Linked DNA regions of Capra hircus: region 1 is linked to region 2. The links are chromatin contacts, called in public Hi-C maps. All regions are on one chromosome and are shown on one strand. Each heading gives the region's core, a stretch centred on a gene start, on an enhancer-like site or on the middle of the called end of the contact. The rest is flanking DNA. Distances are from core to core; before and after follow the strand shown.

Evidence for each region. Hi-C and Micro-C count contacts between places; a contact is called where the count stands out from the background.
Region 1: a Hi-C map of blood shows a contact between it and region 2, with 4 times the contacts expected there. The contact joins two enhancer-like sites. A contact is called at or near these places in 4 of 5 Hi-C or Micro-C datasets (blood and liver).

Annotation. Positions count from the first base shown.
Region 1 is chr1:42,888,351-42,891,294 of ARS1.2, forward strand. DCBLD2 (discoidin, CUB and LCCL domain-containing protein 2) reads right to left here. Exons shown (of 16, transcript XM_005674883.3): 15 at 2,543-2,680; 16 at 1-1,886. The coding sequence ends at 1,417. Among named protein-coding and RNA genes, the nearest start is that of TRNAE-UUC, 71 kb to the right of the region's middle. Within about 2 kb of position 1,606, at least 1 of the 5 cell types and tissues checked has an H3K27ac peak or open chromatin away from gene starts, as enhancers often do.
Region 2 is chr1:42,683,727-42,686,743 of ARS1.2, forward strand. No RefSeq gene overlaps it. Among named protein-coding and RNA genes, the nearest start is that of CPOX, 16 kb to the left of the region's middle. Within about 2 kb of position 1,300, at least 1 of the 5 cell types and tissues checked has an H3K27ac peak or open chromatin away from gene starts, as enhancers often do.

The DNA of each region.
Region 1 (2,944 bases), core at 356-2,855, 200 kb after region 2:
AAGTACATTTCAATATTAAACTATAAACTAGGGGATGTAAAATTGATATATTTTAATCATATAGTTAGCTTCTCATATCATCTTACCAATCTAAAGACTTCTAAAGATGGTTTTTACACTAAGGCTAGTAAACTGCAGATGATTTCTGTTTCAGTCATTTAAACTACTTCTGGGTGACCAAAGTTGCCCAGAGGTATCAAAAATAAGACAGGGATTTTCCTTTGCTAGGATGCTAAAACATTTGTTCCCTCTGTTCCCTGTGATACGGGAGACTACTCACACCCCAGACCACATGGATGGCATAATCACACAGAGCCGAAAAATACATGCTGGGTTTGCATTTCTTACTGTGGGAAAATATTTATTTCACTAAAAACAATAAATAACTTGAGAGTCAAAGAACAGTCTGTATATAAAACCAAAACAATTTGGTTACTTTTGTGGAGGGAAAGTAATTTATACGATTCCTGAGGAATAATTTTGCTTTTCATGTTGAGAAATATTAAGTGGGTATTGTTTACAGTGTTCACGTTTAAAAGTCCTTAACTTTTCACACTCTCCTAGGAAGAATTCCATTGCAAATAAAGTCTGGAGCAGAGGATCTCCTTTATAGCTTTTTTAATTTATAAAATTGTTCCTGTTTCCGCATGAAGACACTAGGGGATCTAAATTAATGAGATTGATAGAGCAAGCATCACCCACTGAAAAAAACTCAGGCATTTATAAAGATGAGAATGGGGCAGGCCACCAAGGGCCCCAGGTGGAACAAGCAAGGGATGAGACCAGGTCATGTACTATGAAATGTTTAAGTTCATTAGAGTGTCAGAAAGTGAAAAATCACCCTGCTCACTACAGGTCAGTTTCCCAGCTACAGCTCTTCCTAAGGAAAGATGGATAAATATATAATGCTGCAATCAAAACAATGATTATATCAATATATATTTTTTAAATTCAGAAAGCAATACAAGAATAGAAGAGGAAGAAATCACAATAGTACCCACTTTTCACAAATTGCTGAATTTCAAGCCATTAGACATTTTAAGAACAGTACCATGCGTTATTGCCAAAAAGGCTTACAGAGCCATCTCGAGTTCATCAATGTACCTGCAGCATCGGTAATAAATACTCAGTGATTTTAAATTTCTTTGAAGTGCATAGTAGGGAGCCTTTTCTGTATAAAATAGTGTTTTACAGTAGTAACAAACAAGATGTTTAAAATTTCATAGGCAAGCAGTAACTGTGCCACAGTAACCCTTTTAAAGCAAGATGGTAAGATTAGTAGTTTTTGTACCTCGGTCATCACACTTCCCCCAACCACATCCGTGACAGATATGTAATACGTTCTACCACTAATACAACAACAACAAAAAAGGCCATGTGCTTTAAAATGATGCTTTGTAAAAAGCAGCATCACCTTCAAATGACTTCTTTAAAAACATCACATTCACCCTCCTTCCCTGCTTCTGACACCTCCTGCGTGCTCTGCGGCACCTGGTACACCAGTTCATCCAGGGCGCTTGGGCCTGGCTTCCCACCTTTCGGGGTATCATACTGGGCCTGCGCTGAGGAGCAGCTGTCGGTCCTGGAGAGGAGAGTGTTGTATGTTCCCACCGAAGTGGGCGGTTGGTTCCCTGCAGCTTTGAAAGTGGAAGTTGAGGGCAGGCCAGCTGCAGCTGAGGGGTGCCCGGACATGTCCATGACAATTGGGGTTGCGTACTCAGGCCCGGTCACTGGCAGTGGTTCTGCATAGGCGTGGTAAACTTCTTGCACTGGGGAGCTGTAGGGATCGAGGTCAGCATACCCTGCTTCTTTCCCTTCTTCTGGTTTAAAGGTAGACCTCTGATGGAGGGGGCCCACAATTCCTCCCACAAGTGGCTGTGCGTACTCTGGGTGTCACAAAACACAAACAGAAAAGTCCTCTCATTAATGCCACAGGCTTACCCTGAAAACACACACGTCTTTATGGCACCTGTGCTGTCATGGAGATGGATGGGTTTTCCTGCAAGAATCAACTTCAAAATTAAAAAAGATGTTATCTCAAGGTTATATGTCATTGTGCCCGAAAGCTTCATTCATGGAATTCTGCATAAAGAGTGTATGTGTTCTTCAGATTTATAGGTAACTATTTCATTTGAAAATAAAGTCCATTACTGTATTGGTCTTGGAAAATAATTTCATGTTTTTCTTTTCCAAATATTAGGAAATGTTTAAAATATACACTGGGTTAATAGGATAAATACCGAGGCCACTGTGTCTTTCCTGCTCTCCTTTTAATACCCCTAAACTCCCAATAAAACCAAATGAAATTCCAGATAAGCAGACAAAATGCCCAAAGTTTTTAAGAAATGAATACCCCAATTTTATGGATAGAACATCTGAGACACAGAAATGACTCTCTCGAGGTCTTTTTTAAAAAGTGGTTCTACATTTGGAAACCAGCTCATCTCCTACACATGAAAAAGATAAAAGATACTGTAAATACCAAAGCACTTTGCAGCAAGCACAGCAGTTTCCCCTTGAGCCCGGGCTGTGCTATAATTACCTGCAGAGTCCGTCTGCAGCATGGTGGTGACCTCTCTTGGACTCAAGTGGTTCACCTCGCTACTGCTGTAGCGAACTGGGGTTTCCTCGTGCTCCACTGATTTGGCAGGAAGAAACTGCTTCATTCCTTTCCACCAACCTTCATTGTGATCATAAGCAAGAGAGACCATTAAAGAGAAAGCTATGTTTGAAATGATAACAGTATACGAAGGCAGAAATCTTGCTGCATTTAAGCCATTTCTATAACAAAGATCTATAAAATGAGCCTTGATGATCAAGACTTTAAAAAGAAAATGTAAAATACACATAAAATTTTCTCTCGTACCCTTTTTTTTTTTTTTTTTTTTGGCTGCACCCACACGGCTTCCAGGATCTCAGTTTCCTGACCAGGGATTGAATCCAG
Region 2 (3,017 bases), core at 50-2,549:
GGATTGAGAGAGGGCACAGTACATGTGTACATTCCCCCATACCTCCCATCACATATAGGGGAAGAAGGCACTAGGGGACCCAATGGCCACAGCATCCGTCCCCAGCAGGCACTGGCTACCAGAGCTGTAGAACCTTCAAATTCATTTTGAGGGGCAAGGCCAGAGCCTCCCAAAGGCAATGAAATCCACTTGGTACTAGCACCTCTCTTTAAACTATAGCTATAAGGAACAGCAGGCTTCCTTGGTGGCTCAATGATAAAGAATACACCTGCCAAGGCAGGAGACTCAAATTGGATCCCTGGGTCGAGAAGATCCCCTGCAGAAGGAAAAGGCAACCCACTCTAGTATCCTTGCCCAGGAAATCCCATGGACGGAGGAGTCTGGTGGGCTACAGTCCCTGGGATTGCAAAAGAGTCAGACACAACTTAGTGACTAAACAAGAAACAGCAGTTTTCAGGTTTAGGTGCTTAGAAGTATTTTTTTTTTAATAAAGATGCACATTGATATTGTTGCAAGAAGACTTGATAACTACTCTTGAGCAGCACAAGACTATTTTTAAAAGAAAAAAGAAGATATTCTCAACATTCTACCCAGCTGGGCTAAAACTTCAGGTTCTGACCCCCAGCTAGAGTGACCACAGAATGGGAAGAACCAAAGGTACAGGAAAAAGCTGGTGTTTGTATGTTCTGCCAAACAGTTTTTCCTTTATTCAGAAGTCAATGGAAAGTCATCACAGGCATTGAGGCAGAAGAAGGCAAGACCAGGTCTATATGTGAGATGGATTACTCTGCAAGCAGAGTGGGGGTTGGAATGGGATGGGTTACACTGGAGGCAGATGGGTGAGGGAGCTCGGGTAGATACAATGCTTCTCCTTTTCCAGCCCAGGGAACGGTCTCCAGAAAGCATTGCAATTATCCACATCAGTGACTCTAGTATTAACAATTTGAACCTTATAAATCTTTTCTTCTTAGGTGAAAATAGAGTTTGTTATGAAACACTCTGTGCCAACTCTACCCGATGTTTTATACACAGTATAGAGCACACAGTACCTGGAAGGCATCCTCCCTAAGTTTTGAGGCAGCCAGTCCTGCAATGAAAGCTCATTAGCTATGCAGTCATCAAGGAAAAACTGGACTGCTTTCCACCATACCGGAGGCTATGAAAGGACCACATTCTGTGCATCAACTGGTGAGCCTGTCAAGGTTGGGGTAGATTTCCAGGAACTGTGGCAGCTTTGAAGTGTCTGACCTAAGAGAGATTAAAATAAACTTCAGTTCTGCTCTATCACACCCCAGCCAAAATGGGAGGAGCCGCCAGGGGGGCAGGAGAAAGTGGTGGAGGAGGAGGGGAAAATTGAAGTCGCAGTCTCCTCGTTGGTTTTGCCTTGAATTCACCAACACTGCTCTGCTGTCATTAAATTAGTGGAGTCAACAGTGCTTGGGGAAATAGCTACAATACATGAGTCTTTTCTCTAGTTGCTGAGGAGGGGCTATGAATGATTTTATGAGAAAAGAATCCATCCCTGGGGCCCTCTCTAACAGGATCAATTCCTGCTTGCTCCCTCAGCCACGCCTCATGTATCGCCCATCTACCTAGTCACTTAGTTCCTTAGAAACATATCTGTTTCTGAGTCTCTGAAAACCCACAAACTATAAAATGATAAAACAACTCTTTCCTCTGTTAACATTGCAGAATCAATCTTAGACTGCGTAGAGCTAGAAATAATCTAATCCAACGGTTTTCAAGTTCGTTTTAGTATCTGATCCCTTCAGAGGAAATCCAGTGAAGAAGTTCAAATAATATGTGAACAGAAAGCAGAGCTGCTTTTTTGAAAGGGATTTCTGGCTGGGCAATGCCTCTATCTCCAACACCCTATTTTGTGAATTAATTCTTTGAACACCCAGGACTTAAAGGAGCAAAGTCTGAAAGTCATGATTAAACAAGTTCTTCCATTTTACAGAGGACAAAAATGAGTCCCAGAGAGTTCAGAGTTATTTGGTTTTATGAGGGCTCCCCAGAGTAGTCATTTGCTAAGAAACACTTGTGAAAAAAATAATGTTTTCTTGAGGGATGATGATGTAGGTACACAGATATATTAAATGCAACTAGAGCATTTATCAGTGGATATTATTTTTTATTCAGCCCCTTAATTTTCACATTATATTTTAAAAAGTAAAGGAAGCGAATTTGCCATTAACCATATTAAAATTTTTGGAACGAACTGATTCTCCCTAAGGCTTACTAAGAGAAAAATTTAACCCTAAAGTTATAACCAAACATTTGAGACTATGAGAAAATCAGAATACTCAAAAATTAATCCAGAAAATGAGTGTATCCCATGCATGCATGCGTGGTCAGTCATGTCTGGCTCTTTGAGACCTCATAGACTGTAACCCACCAGGCTCCTCTGTCCATGGAATTTCCCAGGCAAGGATACTGGAGTGGGTTGCTATTTTCTTCTCCAGAAGATCTTCCTGACCCAGGGACTGAACCCACATCTCTTTCATTGACAGGTGGAATGTTTACCGCTGAGCCACTGGGAAAGCCCATGACACACTTTATAACTTGTATTTTTTATATATACATATAGTAGCTTTATTGAGCTATGATTCACATATTATGCAATTCACCATTTAAAATATACAGTTAGGGGGCTGAGATTGTGGAGTAGGAAGAGCCTAAGCTCACCTTCCACAGGCGTATCAAAATTACAACTATTTACAGAGCAACTATTAATGAGAAGGATGTGAAGACTAGCTGAGAAGATCTCTACAGCTGAAGATATGAAGAAGAACACTACAATAAAGATGGGTAAGAGGGGCAGAGATGTGAGATACGTGAGACCCACATTCCCAGGTAGATGACTCACAAATAAAAAGATAATTACAGACATTCTTCCCAAGGAGCTAGGAGTCTGAGCCCAATACAGAGCTCTAGGCCTGAAGAATCCTACACTGGGAGGATAAGCCACCAAAACAGCTGGCTTGGAAGGCCAGTGGGGTTTTATATACGTATAT